2 separate regions of the Siniperca chuatsi genome follow, and region 2 is linked to region 1. The links are chromatin contacts, called in public Hi-C maps. All regions are on one chromosome and are shown on one strand. The core of a region is the stretch at or near the end of the contact, and the rest is flanking DNA. Distances in the headings are between cores, read along the strand shown.

Region 1 (5,211 bases), core at 1,485-3,984:
AATAGTTAGCTGTATCCATATCGATCTACTGTGAATTTATTTTAAAAAATTACTGACATTTTGGGAAATACGATTATTCGCTTTCTTGCTGAGAATTAACACGCCAGGCTAGCTGTTTCCCCCTGCTTCCAGTCTTTATGCTGAGCTAAGCTAACTGTCTCCTCCTGGCTCTAGCTCCATCCATGTAGTTAAAACACTGACTTGTGAGTGGTATTGATCTTCTCATCTAACTCTTTGCAATCAATGTATTTCCCATAATGTCTAACTACTCCTATAACAAACAATTTAGACATAATTGACTTGATGAGATTGTGTTTTTGTATTCATTCCCATGTGATTATTGCATCACAGTTTCTGCTTACATTGAGCTGCTTGTTGTTTTCATTCTGGGTGCTCTCAAAAGTGTATTTTTCTGAGCGTCTCTGGCGTATTTTGAAGAGACGGGAGCCTCGGTTTGAGGCAAAAGACAGCTCCTCCAACATGATGTCCTTAGGCACGCTCATTTTCTTCCCAAGATCCATCTCTATATCTGGATATACGGAGACAAACAAATGACTAAAGAGCTTGTGTATACAATATATACTTAATATGTAATTTATCTGATTTCTGACAATACAAACTTCTTTTCTTATTTCCTATACTCCCACATATCAAACCTCATTGAACACAAATTATATTCACACAGAAAAAATAAAACAATGCTGCAAAAAAAGCCCTCTACATGGATTGCTGACTTGGTATTCCTGCCAATATGATGAATGAGGAATTATCTTCCCTCCTAATACATGTCTCATGTCCAGTGCTTGTTTTGTGGTTAGTGCCGCATGCTAGCTACTGCATGCTGATCATGGAGATGTCATAGGCCTATATCCAGGTGTGAGGCGCATAATTTGCCAGAATATCTTTCAGCTGTCAGCAGTCTTCAGACCCTCCCTATCCCAGCCACACAGTTGTCCTCACCCTGAAATAGCGTGTTCAAAGGACAACGATAAAGGGATTAGTTACTTTGACCTGTAAAAGTATTCATTTACTTATTTATAGTCAGGGTCGTAGAAGGGAGGGTTGACAACTGCTGCACTGGCAAATGGTGGGCTCATACTTTATATAAAGTGAATGTGGCAGTGTCCAGTGCGTGTGTGTCAGACAGGGTGAGCTGGTGTTTACAGTAAAATTAATATGTCTGAGAATTAAATGTGTACTGTAAGCTATGGTGTTAAATCTGCGTCTATGTTGATACATGTGATGAAAAAAGAATGTAGAGGGGTGAAAGGAGCAGGATGTGGGGAGAAGGAGAGAAGGTGAGATGGAAACAGAAGCAAAGAAAGGATGCAACAAGAGAAAGAGAGAGAAACTGAGTGGTTAGAGGGATTAGAAAACCAGGAAGTGAAGAGGAAATGATACAACTACCTTCCTGGGCTTGAACCTCCCTGCAGATTGCTGCCGCCTGTATTTTCCTCTCCCTGGTTGTCATAGTGGAGAACTGTGACATGGCTGCCCCTGGGGAGTCAGGGGTGAGGCAAAAAGTTACAGGAGACAGCGCACATTAGTACAACCTGTTCAAACGTACAAAGAGACACAAAAGCAAGACAGCATGGCTGCATGTTGGCATCGATTGGCCAACATCAAGCATCCACACTACGCACAACCGAAGCAGATAGAATTTATTGGGGCAGTGAAAAGGGCAAAATTAGCACATCCCTTTAAATAACCTTGGGCTGTTAAACACCAAGCACATGCTTTTCAGACATGGCAACCAGCTGTGTCAGGGCCCAGGGGTCTGGGAATCAATATGTTTGAAATTACCCAAGTGGGCTGAAAGGACACACATAGAGAACATGGCGCTGTCACAGCAAACACATAAGACAGTGGATGAAATAGCACAGTGGAAAGTTTACACCAAGGTGTCAGTGAACACAACACAAATGTTTCATTCCAATCCAAAATACTTTTCAAAAAGTTTCCTGATGGAACAAAGGAGCATTTCATAGAAAATGCCAAAGTCTATTCACCGTGCAAACCACTTCATCATTTGGAAATCATTGGTTTCGGCTCAGTAGATAATAGACATGTTTGCAAAGTTTAATTGCAAACTTGTCTGGTTTGGGAAATGTTTGGGGATTTATGCATACTTGCTGCTGTTAAATATTAGGGATGTTCCCTACATATAAACGTCAAGCAAAAAGACAAAAAGGAGATGCATTTATCAAAAATATATTAACAAAAAATTTTTAAGAAAATTCTGAAATAAAATTCAACTGTGACACAAGACAAGCTGTGTGATTGACAGGAAAATGTAGAGGGAACCACAGTAGATGAATCATGCTTGATTCAAAGTGTCACGTTAGAACTAGACAGCACACCTGTGGAGAGCCCTTGTGATGGCTTACCTGTCCTGAAGGACCCTCAGGGGGGAGTCGCAAGTTGTGCCTGTCTCCTTAGGGTAGGAAGTCAGAAAGGTGAGAGGCAAGAGGGTCAGACTGGGTAGTGCGACCTGTGGTGGTGCTCACGCTCCCCGGCACTGGGGCTTGCCGTGGAGGGGACTGCAGTCTGAACCAACTGACAAAGTGACTGACTGACTGGGTGGGTGGGTGTCAGTTTGTCTGTTGTCATTGGTATTTAGTTCACTAGCGTGAATAAGAAGGGTAGACTAAATTTAGAGTGCTGCCACTGCTGCTCGCTTTGCCCTCCATCTATCTCTCTCTCTGCTAGTGTCATTACAGTAGCTCAGGATGGTCTATATCAGTGATTCCCAACCAGGGGTACTTTTGCAGTTGCCAGGGTATGCGGAAAGATGAACTCAACTAATTTGATAAAATATAATTTACGATTTGATTAAAAATATATATCCACATTCATAACACCTAAACAATTTTGTCATTAAGAGTGTCTGAAAACTAGTTAGTAAGTGAGCAGAAACAGTTAGCTAAAAGTTATGGATAATGGTTGAAACTGAAATAGATTGTTAAAAGTATGAATACATAGCTGAAATAGATAGAAATGCATAGCTACAATTAATGGATAAAGCTGAAATAGTAAGTTAAAGGCTAAATGGTTGAAATACTTGGATAAAAGTATAAATAGGCCTAGTCCTGCTATCCTCCACCCCCACAGTGACATTGTGGGGGTGGAGCTGGACTCTCTGTCAGTGGTGTCAGAGAGGAGGATGCTGGCCAAACTACATGCCATCTTGGACAGCGTCTCCCACCCACTCCATGATGTGCTGGTCAAACAAAGACTCATCCCCCCAAAAAGTACCACAGAGCGCCACAGGAAGTCATTCCTGCCTGTGGTCATCAAACTCTTTAACTCCTCCCTCTAAGTGTAGTCTGTATGACCCTAAGTCATTAAACTGGACATTGATCATTACATCTCTGCAATACTTGACATAATTGTGCAATATTCTGTGTAATACTCCTGTGCAATGTTTTAGTTTAAAATTCCCTATTTATTGATATTGATATTACTCATACCTCTATTACTGCTGTGCAATATCCTCCGTCTCATTATAACCTTAATAAGCTACACTTAACTTGACAGTTCATGCACTATTACTGTATACCATTTTATTATCATCAACCGGTAAACCCACTTTGTACTTCACACTTATTTTACTTTATACATATACCCACTTGGTACTTGATTTATTTTCTGACCTGTATTATAGTGCATTATATTTTTTGCTAGCACTTCTATTCCTGTGTGCACTGAAGTAAAGGGGACCTGCTGTAACAAAAGAGTTTCCCCTCGGGGATCAATAAAGTATTTCTGATTCTGATTCTGAAATTGCTTAAAATAGCCTATAGTTGAAACAGATAGCTATAAAACTCTGGGATAAATGGTTGAAATAGCCAAAAGTAAGGGCTAAAGCTAAAAAGATGGAAAAATAGCTAAAATAGATAGGCCTAGCTAAAAGTATGAACTGTTGAAATAGGTTAACGTTAGCTTAAAATATAAACAGTTGAGACAGATAGCTAAAAGTAATGAATAATGATTGAAATAGCTAAAAGTAATGGATAAGTTATATTAGTTAGCTAAAAGTAGGGGATAAATGGTTAAAATAGTTAAATAAATGTTCGAAATAGGTAAGATAGGATATGGATAAATAGCTTAAATAGATAGCTACAATTAATGATTTAACAGTTGAAATAGGCTAAAAATAAGTTAATGGATACAGACATGGCTAACAGTATAAATAGTTTAATAGATAGCTTATAATAATCGATACATTATTGAAATAGCTTAAAGATAAACAGTTAGCTAAAAGTAGGGGATAAATGGTTGTAATGTAATAATTAGCTTAAATAATAAATGGATAAATGATTGAAACAGCTAACATCCAGTATTATATCCACATGTATTCATTAGTCATTAGTTAAATAATATCCAGTTGCAAATCATTTAAAATGGACATATTTGGAACATGATGAGTGTTGTTAATGGGGGTACTTGACAACCACTGATCTATATGACTCACCTATACAAATGGCAATAATCTGTTGCAATCTTGCAGCATTGCAAATATACATGAATAGAAAAATATCAAAGGGATGAAAACCCCTGATAGAGCTTTAACATCAAAAATAAAGTTGTGTCAGCTGCAATTCTCTTTATCTGCGCTCCAAAATGTGCAGTGCACAGCCAACAATAAATATACTCAGTGACATCCAGCATGGGAACACGGACCCTCAGGGCCTGCAGACCAATCAGATACTATTTGTTTTAAATGCCATCATGTGATATAGGAGGGACTAAGGCCTAATAGGGTTCACTCACCTTATAATCCAGTCACCATGTTTTGATTGACCTTGCTCAATTAAATTTACCTCCTAAATATTTCTTTACTTGGTAAAAGAGACAAATAAAGGAAGGCAGGTTGAGTTTGCAGCACCCAGCGGGACAGGAAAGCATAAGGTTGGATGTTAAAAGCAACAAGTTCATTGACATACTGCAACATCTGGCATAAAGATAACTATGCCAGGAACCCCATACACTGAATGAAATGTTTCAAAGCTATGTGTGTTGCACTTTGTGGTTGTTCATACTCAGATTCAAGCTCCACCCTTTTAATAGCATTTGAATTCCGCACAGCATTTTCAAAATCTAAACTGGTAGGGAAATAATTTCTGTTTATCATCACCCTCTGTGTCCTTATCTCTCATTCTCTAATGGTTCAGCTACAGTGGTTACCTACTGTTATTATGTAACTGGTGG
Region 2 (5,211 bases), core at 1,983-4,482, 48 kb before region 1:
CTGATTTCACCCATTAGATCAGCAAAAACACATGTTTAGAAACAGGTCCCTGGGTGGGGGCTGGTGTGGAGCTTAGCCAAGTTAGCAGGGTGGGTGTGATTTACAAGGCCTGAGACAGACAACAGCTGACTAACAGGACGAGGAAGAGAGTGAGTGGCTGAGGACCATCTGTGATGTGTCAGCATACCCTCTTTTTCCCCTGTGCTCTCTCAAAGCATTAGTGGCTAAATCCTTTGTGCTGGCATGCAATTACACCGGGGTCAGACTCCAGACTCCAGATCCCCTCCACAACACTATTGCATTTTTAAGCCGCTAAGTCCATGTGGCAATTCACAATTTGATGACGCTGATCTGCAATGTTGGCAAGCAACTGTAACAATATCATTCTCAAAACCAAAAAGGGATGCAGTTTACAATGCTTTCTCCCGAGAAAATGCCCTCGTGTTTAAGGTCACATGCACTGTTGCCAAGAGAAAGCTTGAAGGAGAAAGCAGCTGGATAACAAAGGGCAAGGTGACAGTGTTGTTGGGTTGCAAGACTCTCTGTTACTGTTCAAATCAAAAGATTTTTCAGACAACAGATATCAAATATTCGCTAGAATTCCATCCGAATTTAATGTAAAACAATTCCTCAGGGTCTGGCTGATCACCAGAAAACATTAATTTCAGTGGAATTTTGGAATCACTGCTGTAGCTGCAAACGCTAGCAGAACAGATGTACTCAAGGTGTCCTGTTGTTTACATGGCCTACTGCACTTGCCTGGGAAACCGTCCATGTACTGTGATTGCATGGATTAGACTGTGGTTCAGTGGCATTTAATGTATTATCTAAACTGCACCAAGTGGTGTGCAATAAAATTTCCCTGACATTCCCATGTTAACTGGAAAGCATAACGTCAAGTTGCTAAATAGGATTAAAGAAAGTGAAGCTATCTCATATGCATACATGTTTTTTTGCACTTTCCAAATGTCTGAGCAATCAGTGGTCGACTTATTAAGAGCCATGCTGTGTGTGCTACTACATACAAATCTTTTTATACTCTACTAATGTAAATCACTCACAGACTTGTCTCTAATCCCATTCCAGCATAAAAGGATCACTCTGAGAAAAGTTCAAGAGAGACACCTGTTTGGGGCCTGCTGTTATCCACTAAAAAGTTATTCAGGACATTTAACTGAGGGGCACAGACAAGTGATCTGACATAATTTCAATTATTCCAACTGCCAGAGTGTGAAACTCCCAGAGGAAATAGAAAATGTGCCTCTATACAGACCATGAAAGCAACCCCTAACTAGGTTTTGAGAAATTGTACATGCAAAAATTCCTGACAGCCCTTTGAAGTTTTGTTGATGCCACAAACAAACAAAAACTCTACACATTTCAGAGCTAAGGCTCTCAAGTCGAGATTTGTAGTTCTCTGCGCTCTGCTGTCTGGGGTACTTAAAATTCTTGAGCATCAATCAGACTCGCATGCATATTTGCAGTTCAGCTTTTCATTAAGACCTGAAGTGTGTGGGGAGGAAAAATTAACCCTAGAAAAATGTCAAGTTCTGCCAGTGCCCACAACTCCAAAAAGTCATCGCAAATTCTTAAAAGAAATCATTCGGAATAGCCTTTGTTTCTGTGTGTGTTTATATAGCACAGGCATAGGAACATTAAGCCAAATGCCACAATAGAAACATGTATTCATGCCATGGCATTAACACTACGGTTATCACATCAGTCACCGGCTTGTTAAGTGGCATCCATAGATGGGCTAAGCCGAGTAGCATTACAGCTCTCAACACGCTAACTCATGGACACACATTCACTGCAGAAGATGTACGCAAACTAACCCAGTGGATAACAAATCCATTTAATCGGATGAAGGATCAAATTCACCATGATTCCTTTTTTTTGTTTTCTGAACTTTGCATCACAAGCCGGTAAACTACTTACCTCATACAAATTATAATTTGGGGTTTTACACATACATGAGGGCAAAGTTAAGTACACAACTATACTGTTTGTGTAGTCATAACTTTGAAGATGATATGGTCATGTGCAAACTGAGTTATAAGAAGACTCTTGATGAGGTGTGCAAGAGCCACTAGAGCCAATCGGGACAAGGCGTGATTCACTGTCAAGATAGCAGGTTGAAGTGCATCCATCTGCTGGCAGCCGTGACCTTTCACACTGTTATAGACAGGATGTTCTGCTACCATTTTCTTATACTGTAGCTCAATGAGATTTATTCACAAGGACAAAAGGTCGTCATTAAGGTGACTAAGAAGGGCCCCAACCCAGACGTCAGGTCCCTTATTTGATGAAGCAAAGGATCATAAGAATAAATGCCTGTGGTCAAAATGTCAACTGAACTCCTCACAACTGTCCTCCCACATCTGTGTGCTTTTAGAAAGGATTTTGGACTTTAATGGACTACTGGAATCTGCTCAGCCTTCTCTGAAACTGCAGCTCACGACAGACTGCCACCACTGAACTCAGGCCAAATTGACTTTGGACACATTTACTGCAGCTTGTCAATACAATATGCAGACAGCAGAGGATAAAAATCCCATAGTGACTTTAAAATAGCTACTTAGCCAGGTTTAGGTTTAGCAATGAACAAATCAGCATTTCAAGCCATTCATCAAATGAATCAACAATAAGTCAAAACATAGCTGTAGATACTTTCTAAATACAAAAATAAGTCTTGTGAATTTTTACAAATAAAAGAGGAGGCATGTGACTGAATGTGGTTAAGTGTGTGATCTGTAGACACTGTCATATCTATAATCATCATCACTAGGAGACAAACGACTTCATACAAAAATTTTACATTTCAGATATACCTTTGTAAAATGTACAAATGTAGGTTTGTGCAATCAATTATGACCACAGATTTGATCAGATAAAGACTAGCATTAATGCTAATTTCAAGGAAAATACTTTGATATATACTTTTATATATCAAAAGGGATAATAAATAACAATGCCTGCAACAGAAGTGTTCATCTCCTTGACAGTGATTATTTCACATTAATCACTCTGCATGTGCAGATGCTCGCAGGCCAATGACAAGACCAGCATTCAGCACTATGCCTTTCTGCTTCTGTTTCCCCAACTCACCGCACTTGTGTAAAAGCTATTTTTAACTCTGAATAAAACTAAAGATAGATAAAACTGTAGCTGCTGTTTCTGTGCTGTATTTTGTAACTCTTTGGGACCACAAACTAACTGCAGTGCTACAGAATGGTATTTTCATTGCCTCATGTTTGAATACCACCTTCTGACAGGCCCAGTCATGGCATTTTCTGCCCGGCTGGGCACAGCTGGGTGGCCCCTACAAGCTCACTCATCTCCCCCTCTTATTCAGGATTAACTCAGTGTATTCCTGCTGAGGGAATTAGTAAGGCATTTTCCAAGATATTTGTAAATTTAAAAGATATTTTCCTTCTTTTTCTCTGTACTGATACTGTGTATCACAAGCAAGCATGTGCTAGATAAAGATTGTGAAGAGTGTCCAGGCGACAAACCCCCTAGAGCTATTCATGTCATCTAATCTCCCTCTATCCTGTCTGGAAGATAAAAATAACCATTATTGCAACATGACTCATATTTGAGGTGTATAATTTTTTATTTTTTACATGTTTTTAACAGTAGTTGAACAGATTCCCCCCCCCAGATTTTGTATCCCCAATGGATCCAAAAGTTTATAACATTATTCATCACTGCAGTTAACAGTTAAAATCCTTGAGGTTCTGTTTTTACTATTTACCACGTTTCCTTTTTATGTAATATGTGAGGAAGGACATAAAACCTAACACAAACCAGGATTTTTATTTCTGTCAATAATGTTGAAAGTGTTTCACTTAGCACTGGGAGGAAGGAGAAAATCAGCTTCATCTCTAGAAAAATCAGTTCTTTACCAGTTTTCCACTTGGGTTGATGTTTTCTTTTGGCTTGTGTACATTTCTCTGCATGCTGCATTACATAAACTTTGCTCAGGAAAAAAGGTCAAGGCCAATCAGTGAGAGCACACTTATTTCCATACAGTATCCATTCAATCAGGTTGTGACCTTACCACTACTGATGGAACAATAAATCAAGGAAATTGCTTAGTATTATCTTAATGTTTCAGATCCTTACAACACATGGAAGTCTATTGGGCAGAGGAACTTGCTTTAATGTCAGGGCCAAGCCTTTGTGAAAGACTGATACTTTAATTTGTGACTTATTTCCACAATGTAAGAAAATCTATATTTATATGTGTAAATTAATAATGGATAAATATTTTAAATTTTCATTTTTTTGTTTTAATGAAATCTCTACCAAATGTCTAAAAATAACATATCTTAACCACTGCATATTTAAATGCTAGCTCTCAAGATGGTGTACATGTTTTGCCAGGAATATAATTAATAAGCAGACATCACTACAACATAGTTTTGGTGTGCAGAATTAAAAATGTGCGAGAGAGTTACTTACCAGTGGAAAATGTAGAGTGCAATATGTCAGCCTTCAAATCATCACTTCTTCTCTGGGGGAAGTGATCCCTAAAATACAAAATGAATTAAATTATTCATGCATTGTGGATTGCCACAAGATATTCCAGAGCTTGATCTTTACCAACCACTTAAAAGGACTAAGATGGATCCTTGCTGTGAGCAAAAAAGGGGAAATAAACCCTTATGAACTAATATATATTTTTATCACGGATGTTTTACAATTTTGTAATCTGGTACTAATTCCTGCAACATTCTTTTCTTGAATGGGAAGAAAGCACATCTTATTGTCAAAACAACAAGTGCTCATGATTTTTTTATGTTTTTTTCCTTTGTTGTCTACTTTGTGGCACCTGCAGTTGTCTTTTTTTAAGGGCTATGCTTTGTATCTGCTATCAAATGTATTAAGATGTTGTAATAAACCAAATGAAAACTGGTGGAAAAAAGTAACCTACAAAAGTCATACTGTATTACCAAAATAAAATTACGAATTTTATACATTTTCAGTGACTTCAGGACCTTATCCAATCACAGAAAATTCTTAAACTATATGTTGAAGAATTAATCATCAAAAGGCACACTACCAAAATACTGTCAAGAGATAGGCTTGAATAATGCACTTGCGGTTGAGGAAGTCAGCTATCTGCTGGCTCTCCCCTCTGAGTACAGGAGTTGTCAGCTAGTTGGGATCATTATCTCCAAACAAGACCTGTACTACAAAGCCAAC

The links. Hi-C and Micro-C count contacts between places; a contact is called where the count stands out from the background.
Region 2: a contact with region 1 is called in a Hi-C map of skeletal muscle, with 5 times the contacts expected there. The contact joins the enhancer-like site here to the promoter of LOC122870037 in region 1. A contact is called at or near these places in 3 of 3 Hi-C or Micro-C datasets (liver, skeletal muscle and an unstated tissue).

The regions. Positions count from the first base shown.
Region 1 is chrLG22:10,554,350-10,559,560 of ASM2008510v1, reverse strand. LOC122870037 (myozenin-2-like) reads right to left here and starts at 2,734. Exons shown (of 6, transcript XM_044183637.1): 1 at 2,388-2,734; 2 at 1,405-1,497; 3 at 363-529. The coding sequence starts at 1,489.
Region 2 is chrLG22:10,602,867-10,608,077 of ASM2008510v1, reverse strand. It overlaps LOC122870038 (inactive ubiquitin carboxyl-terminal hydrolase 53-like), which reads right to left. Exons shown (of 17, transcript XM_044183641.1): 14 at 4,468-4,535. Among protein-coding and RNA genes, the nearest start is that of LOC122870038, 33 kb to the right of the region's middle. Within about 2 kb of position 3,232, the one cell type or tissue checked has an H3K27ac peak away from gene starts, as active enhancers do. A contact at or near this core is called in liver, where this site is marked.